Regions from separate parts of the Pan troglodytes genome. Here region 2 is linked to region 1. Evidence: chromatin contacts called from public Hi-C data. All regions are on one chromosome and are shown on one strand. Each heading gives the region's core, a stretch centred on a gene start, on an enhancer-like site or on the middle of the called end of the contact. The rest is flanking DNA. Distances are from core to core; before and after follow the strand shown. Region 1 has its middle 77 kb from the start of CFAP144. Region 2 overlaps SLC2A1 (solute carrier family 2 member 1).

What was found. A called contact is a pair of places that touch in the nucleus more often than the background predicts.
Region 2: a Hi-C map of stem cell-derived neural progenitor cells shows a contact between it and region 1, with 6 times the contacts expected there. The contact joins two enhancer-like sites. A contact is called at or near these places in 4 of 7 Hi-C or Micro-C datasets (blood, induced pluripotent stem cells and stem cell-derived neural progenitor cells) and 1 of 1 datasets of contacts at active chromatin or transcription factors (stem cell-derived excitatory neurons).

The regions. Positions count from the first base shown.
Region 1 is chr1:187,898,517-187,902,271 of NHGRI_mPanTro3-v2.0_pri, forward strand. No RefSeq gene overlaps it. Among named protein-coding and RNA genes, the nearest start is that of CFAP144, 77 kb to the left of the region's middle. Within about 2 kb of position 2,100, at least 9 of the 24 cell types and tissues checked have an H3K27ac peak or open chromatin away from gene starts, as enhancers often do. A contact at or near this core is called in induced pluripotent stem cells and stem cell-derived neural progenitor cells, where this site is marked.
Region 2 is chr1:188,044,425-188,048,179 of NHGRI_mPanTro3-v2.0_pri, forward strand. SLC2A1 (solute carrier family 2 member 1) reads left to right here. Exons shown (of 10, transcript XM_016960567.4): 10 at 1-93. Among named protein-coding and RNA genes, the nearest start is that of SLC2A1, 35 kb to the left of the region's middle. Within about 2 kb of position 1,852, at least 22 of the 24 cell types and tissues checked have an H3K27ac peak or open chromatin away from gene starts, as enhancers often do. A contact at or near this core is called in induced pluripotent stem cells and stem cell-derived neural progenitor cells, where this site is marked.

The DNA.
Region 1 (3,755 bases), core at 850-3,349:
TGGGCTGCCTTCCCCCAATAATTTATCATGACTTTGCACAAGCTTCTTAACCCTCTGAGCCTCAGTTTCTCCACTGGAAATATGAGAATATCGCCCCTGTCATCCCATCCCCCGAAGGCTCCGAACCTCCCCTGTCTGGCTGCCACAAATCGTTCCCCCTTCTCCTCAGCCAAGCTGCTGAGCAGTCACAGGACACCTGCCTCTGTTTCCACTTCCCCATCCCATTAATTAATCCCTCATCTAGCCGCAGCTTGGGTTTTGTTCCCTCTTCTGCAAAGCAGATTCTACAGAGGTGGCCTCTTCAATGCCAAAGCCCATGGCCTCTGTGCTGCCTTTTCCTCCACCTCTACCTCCTCGCCTGGCTGTTTCCCCAGACGGGGCTGTCTTGACTGCTCCCTCCTTGAAGCACATTCTTCCCTCACCTTCTCTGACCACTGCTTACCTTGGTTTCCTTAGCCCCTGTGGCTGCTGCTTCTCCCAAGGGTCTGGCTCAAAAGGGGTTCCCTGGGTTGCAGGGCACCTTTCCTCTCTCTTAGGCTGGTGCATGACCTCACCCAAACCAGCAACTTCTAGCACCACGAGCAATGAGTGACCTGCGCTTCCCAAATCTCTCCCGGGCCCCATCCCACTACCCTCAGGCTGTCAGAAGCTGAGCCCCATCTCTCCCCAGTCTCCTCCCCGTCCCACCAATCCTCCTCTGAAAATGGTTTCTCAGGTGCTGGTCACCCAGGAACAAACTCAAGGCCACTCAGTGGAGGGGGTTCTGCCCACCTTCCTGCAGCCCTGCTGAGGACTCCAGCCAGTTAACCCAGGGGACAGCATCATGGACCTCAGCATGGCATCTCATCCACATGATTCTCGTGGACTCCCCACTGGTGTCCCTGTCCTCTCTCTGTCCCTCCGGGCTAGCCTTAAATACAGGCCTCACCACCAGGAGCATCACAGCTATTACTGAGCACTGACCAGTGTCAGGCATTGAGGGCTTTGCCTGTATTCTCCTTTATTCCTCAAGACAACCATGGAAGGGAAATACTATCATTATCTCCATTTCTTTTTTTTTTTTTTTTTGTTAATAGAGATAAGGCCTCACTACATTGTCCAGGCTGGTCTCAAACTCCTGGACTCAAGCTTTTGTCCTGTCTCGGCCTCCCAAAGTGCTGGGATTATAGATGCAAGCCACCATGCATGGCCTATTACCTCCATTCCAATGATAAGAAAAGTGAGGTATGGAGAGTTTAACCTGCTCAGGGATGTGTGGTTATACAGTTACCAAAGTCTTAGAGCTGGGATTGGAATACAAGATAATCTGATTCGACTGCAGATCATGTGCCCTAAACTACTCAGCTACATGGCAATTTTACCTCTTACCAGAATCACCTACAGGATAAAGTCCACATGCTTCCACCTGGTCTGCGGGGACCCTCATGTATAGCTCAGACACGCCGTTTCAGTCCTAGGACCCAGTGTGTCCAATTGTCCCACTCTCCATTCTGACCGCACTCCTCAGCTGCCCACTTCCACACCTTAACCCATGTCTTCTTGCCACCCAGAGTCTCAACCCCACCTCCATATGTCAAAATGCTCCCTCCAAGGCCTTCTCAAATTCCTCTTCCTCTACCCAGGGTAGGTCATGCAGCATGATGGAGGACAGGCCTGTGGTGATGGGGAGACAGCGGACCTGATAACATGGTCCTTGCCCTTCCAGAAGGTGATTGGGGGATCCAGATCCCTTACTCTGGGCCTGTGCCCTCATCTGTAAGACGGAGGGGGTGGGACTAGATAATCTTTAGGAGCCTTCTTGCTCTAACAGTCTGAGACCCTACTGCTTTCACCATCCCCCAAAATAGAGGTGAAGTTGCCTTTTTAAAATCCCTTTAACATTCACAGAATGGAGAGAATGTTGGGGCTGGGAGGACTTCAGAGGAAACTAATCTCGCCCTCTTACTTTTCCCCCAGGCCTGGCAAACCATCTGGGGAGTGGTGGGAGGGAGGCCATGCTCTCTGCTCCACCAAGAACCCATCTCAGCAGGTCCCCAGCCCTGCAGAGAAGGGGTGGGAGGAGCCTGGAAGGGCAAAAGCTGCAGAGCCTGGCTCTGGGCCGGGCCTGGCCTGCCCAGCTCCAGGAGGCCTCAGTAGTTTTCCATAACCAGCAGGCCCACAGCCCAGGACATGTGCTCCCCTCTCCCTTGGCCCCCTACATTCCTCTGCACATTCAGGCAGCAAAATGGCATTCAGGCTCTGTTGGGGGCGGAAACCCAGACACACACAAAGACTCATAGATACAGGTTCAGCCACAAACACACAGACCCGGAGAGATAACGCAGATCCTGGCAGGGTCAAGGTGCCCAGGCACAAACAGCACCCACAGATACAATACGCCCACCCCGCCAGAGCCACCACGATCCATTCTCAGAGGCACATGTGCATAAGAACATCACAGAGATATTCATTCTGTGCAGACACACAGGCACATGCATAGCGGGAGGTCACGTGTCCACTCAGCAGTCGCCCCCATGCCCCTGCCATCCTCCCTCCTCCCCTGAGCCCCCGCACTGCCTGTCTAGGTCAAATCTTGGTCAAGGAATGGAAAAAAGTCCCAAGCCGCCGCAGTTGTAGGAGTCAGGACAGAAGCCAGACAGTCCCGGGAACCAGCCGAGCTCCCTTCCCTCTGAGAAGGTGCCATTTTTTAATTCCATAGAATTCACGGGACAATCCCCATCCTGTTCCTGGGAGGCCAGGGTGAGGCTGGATCCTGGATGGTTCCCCAGCCCACCCTCATGGCCTCTGGGGTTCCAGCTCCGTCCCCAGCTGCAGGGGGAGGGCAGAGGGACCTCTGGAAAGTCATTTCCCAGATGCATTGCCCTCCAGTCCCCTCTCCAGCCACCTGGCGCCTCCACCCTCACCCCATCTCTCTCCTTCAGCCCCACATCTGTCCTTCAGGAGATTAACGGAACTCATTCCCCGGGTCCACCACACTGAACCAACCAGACAGAAGGCCATGAGCAGGGGGACCCTGTGACGGGCCCATGGCAGAGCCTCCGGCTGGATGTCAGTGATTACCTGGGGTCAGGGGTCTGCTGGGACTGCCTGGCCCCCATGTTTGGAGCAGGCAGTCCTGGGCTCCAGTCCCAGCCTCACTCCCTTCTTGTCTTAGGACGTTGGGCTGGCGGCTTCAACTCTGAGCCTCACATTCCTTCATTTATAAACTGAGACTAATAACGCCACCTAACTCTAAACAACAAATACAGAGTATCATGGGGCGTCATTTAGAACTCTGGCTTTAACCAAGAAACAAGTTGTGCGACTTGGGCTAGTAATTGGACCTCTCCTAGCCTCAGCTTCTCTGTCCGGGAACGGTAGCCTTTGCTACCCTGGATGTACGGAGCATACGGCCTTCCGGGGGGCCTCCCGCCAATGGGCTCCAATCCTTAGCGCCCACCTCGCCCCCAACCCCGCTTCCCGTTCCCTTGCCTGGCCCCAGCCGGCAGGGCTGTCAGCCGGAAGGGATTTGCAGCCCGAGAGGAATCAGCTGGGTCGGCACAGAGGCCGCCTTGTCCTGGTGGGGACCCGAGCCCGCGCAGTCACGTTGCTCAGCGGGCGGTCGTGGTGCCAGCGCCCAGCCCGCCCCCGCCGCCCCCGCCGCCCCCTCCCGGCCCGGGTGCGCTTCAAGGGCCGGCGCCGGATTTCCTGGCCCCGCGCCCAGCGCCCCGGGGGCTGTTTGGGAGCGCCCAGTGAGGGGACTGCAGGGGCTCCGA
Region 2 (3,755 bases), core at 602-3,101, 150 kb after region 1:
AAGTTATAGTATATCTGGACAAGCCAACTTGTAAATACACCACCTCACTCCTGTTACTTACCTAAACAGATATAAATGGCTGGTTTTTAGAAACATGGTTTTGAAATGCTTGTGGATTGAGGGTAGGAGGTTTGGATGGGAGTGAGACAGAAGTAAGTGGGGTTGCAACCACTGCAACGGCTTAGACTTTGACTCAGGATCCAGTCCCTTACACGTACCTCTCATCAGTGTCCTCTATTGCTCAAAAATCTGTTTGATCCCTGTTACCCAGAGAATATATACATTCTTTATCTTGACATTCAAGGCATTTCTATCACATATTTGATAGTTGGTGTTCAAAAAAACACTAGTTTTGTGCCAGCCGTGATGCTCAGGCTTGAAATGCATTATTTTGAATGTGAAGTAAATACTGTACCTTTATTTGACAGGCTCAAAGAGGTTATGTGCCTGAAGTCGCACAGTGAATAAGCTAAAACCCCTGCTTTTAACAATGGTACTATACAACCCCTACTCCATTAACTCCACCCACCTCCTGCACCCCTCCCCCCACACACAAAATGAACCACGTTCTTTGTATGGGCCCAATGAGCTGTCAAGCTGCCCTGTGTTCATTTCATTTGGAATTGCCCCCTCTGGTTCCTCTGTATACTACTGCTTCATCTCTAAAGACAGCTCATCCTCCTCCTTCACCCCTGAATTTCCAGAGCACTTCATCTGCTCCTTCATCACAAGTCCAGTTTTCTGCCACTAGTCTGAATTTCATGAGAAGATGCCGATTTGGTTCCTGTGGGTCCTCAGCACTATTCAGTACAGTGCTTGATGCACAGCAGGCACTCAGAAAATACTGGAGGAAATAAAACACCAAAGACATTTGTCTCTAGAGGCTCAGCTGACAAAATCTGGGAGAAGTTTGTTTTTGTAACTACAGGCAGGCTTTTTTCTCCCTGACATGAAGAGGGGTTGTAAGAAGGGTGTGAGAAAGGAAAACTGGTACTTAGCAAATGGAAATACCTATATGTATTACCATTAGGTATAAAGAATCTATGAGGACATCCATCTGCATCTCAGCAAAGAAGAGCAGGTTGCGAAGAATATGCCCTGCCTGAGCCTGGGGACAGGGCGGTTAACTGGTGAAGGGCTGAGGCCAGATGAAAGGAAGCCTTATCGTGTGCTCCCAAAAGACTTCTGTTGAAAGGAGTTATCCGGGTCCCCGTGCGGGAGGGGGTGCGGGGGCAGGGCAAGAAGGAGAGGCCGGGGGCCCAGGTATCTTACTCCTACGACGCTGCTCACTCAGGGCTGTCCCCACTGGACCAGAAAGGAAACAGACGGGGTGGGGTGGGGTGGGGTGGGTGGGGTGGTTGGGGTGGGGATGGGTGGGAGCCCCGCGCCGGTGGCCGGACGCGAGGACTACAAGGCGGATGGCGGGCGGAGCTCATTCACACTCGAGGGCCCAGAACGTTGGCAGAGCCAGGCAGCACCCCAGCCCCGCCCCGGCCCAGAGGTTCAGACCCCGGTCTGAAAAGGCCCGACAATCCACTCGCAGCTGCCTCCCGCCCTGGGTCAGTATCGACGTCCCCGAGCACCGCCATTTCCCAAACTGCAATATGTCAGCGCAGGCGCAGGGAACCGGGCCCGCCCTCAGCGTGGACCAGAGTGCCGCTACGGCACAGCTGCCGGTCGGTCCCCTGACGCCCTTCCTCTAGGGGCCGCAATCCACCCCGGGTAGAAGATTTGGGGCCAAGGTTCAGCCGCCTACTGCCAGGGTCGATGGCGCATCCTCTCCAGACCTCACAGCGGTCCCCTAAGCCCGGCCACCGGCGGCGCACTGACACGATTGGGGATGGGCGGGGCCAGGTGGCGTCTCCACCAATCAGAGGCGCATTGTTGGGCCCGACGAGGGGCGGGCTCCAAGACTCCACCAATCACACCCTGGCGGTTCCAGGCGCTGGCCCTTGGGGACGACCTGGGCGCCTGCTTGCCAGGCGATGCGGTTTACACTGGAGGGGGTGACGGTGATTTGTGTATCGCTGGGCATCCCTGGGGACGTAGCTCACCCAGGTTCCTATCCCGCGTAAGGTGACGTCTACGGTTTCTGACGAAAAGGGGTAGATAGATAACGGGACTGTTCTGCAGGCCACCATCTTTTCCCAGCAGTGCTTAGTTGTTTCACTGACGGTGTTACGAGATCTTTCATTTGAAATCTTAGGCGCAAAATCTCCTCTCCCTGGAAGCCTTCTGGATCAGGTTTTCCCGGGAACACTACATCGGCTTGTATTTCCTCCATCAAAGCGCTCTCCACTCTGTACCGGAATTGAGTGTCTTTCCACCCCATTGGGGGCGGGGGCGGGGACGAGGGCGGGGGTGTGGGGGAGGGCAGCTGCCGCAGGAACAGGACTGAGCCATTCCTTGGTCCCCCCTTCCCACCACAGACTCTGGTCAGGATTATTGAATGAATGAAGTAGAATTTAGAAGCCAAGAAGTTCTGAAATCTGAGTTCTTACAGTGCAATTTTAGGTAGACGATCTGACAATTCAGGCTGTATTTAATAATAGGGAAAGGATATTCTCTTCTGTCAACTACATTTTTAATGACCCCTTTTTCATTCTGTGATTTTTATTTCATAAGTCTCCTACAATTCTGGTCCGTCTGTCCATTGCAATTGCTGGGCCTACTGCTGGCCACTCATCACCTCTCCCAGGATCACTGCAACTGCCTTCTCACTGATCTCTGTGCTTCCTGCTTCCTCCTCATTCTCCACACTGCAATCGATGATCTTCCTAAAATTCAAATCTAGTTATGTCTCTCTCCTACTTAAAAACCTTCCTGGGTTCCTCATTTCTCTCAGGATAATGTCTGTGTTTCTTAACCTGAAAATTCAAGTCATTCATGATCAAGCTCTCTCCCTCACCACTGCCCCCACTCAACCCCAACCCTATCCTCCATCCATCCATCCACTCTGTTCTCTGATCACGTTCTCCTTCTCCTCTGGGCCTCTGAAGTTTCCTCCGAAGAGACTGCCCTCCCACCTACTCCTGTTATCCACTAGGTGATCACACCCCACCACAGCTCAAGGAATGAGAGAACAGAAGCTGCTAGTTGGGAGTCTGGCTCATCCATTCATTGGCACATTCCTGCCAACTAGTGGCTGTTTTGTGAACATTTTGATCAGGGCAGGGTTTAACCTCACACTTTCAGGGTTTCAGAGATACTACGTTGCTTTGGAGGGAACCCTTGACTGGTCCTACTACAACAAATCCATCTGGTAACCCTGACCCTGGCTTCCCAAATGATCTTCCTAAAAATGTGTTCTGACCACATTATTCTATGGGTTAATACTCCCCACTTTCTCATGATAAAGCCCAAATTCCTTAACCACATTCTGGCCTTTGCAGACCTTATCTTCCCATACACTCCTTCCACACCCTAATCTCCAGTGAAGCTTGATGTACTCTATGTTCCCAGGACAGCTCCTCACCCTAAAACTTTTTGTTCAATCCCCTTTCTCCTGGTCTGCCTTTGGTCTCTCCATAAGATTATCTGATATCAAAATACCAAATTAGCTGTCACTTTCTCTATGAAGCATTTGCTCAATTCTTTGAACCATTACCTAACTGAGTACACACTTGTTGCCACGTTTTCTCCTCAGTTATGCTGGGTCTTGGAAAAAATATGGTTTCTGGAGTCAGAAATAGCTGATTTAAGATTCCTGCACTGCTATTTAGCTGAATAATCTTGGGCAAGTCACTTCACCTTTC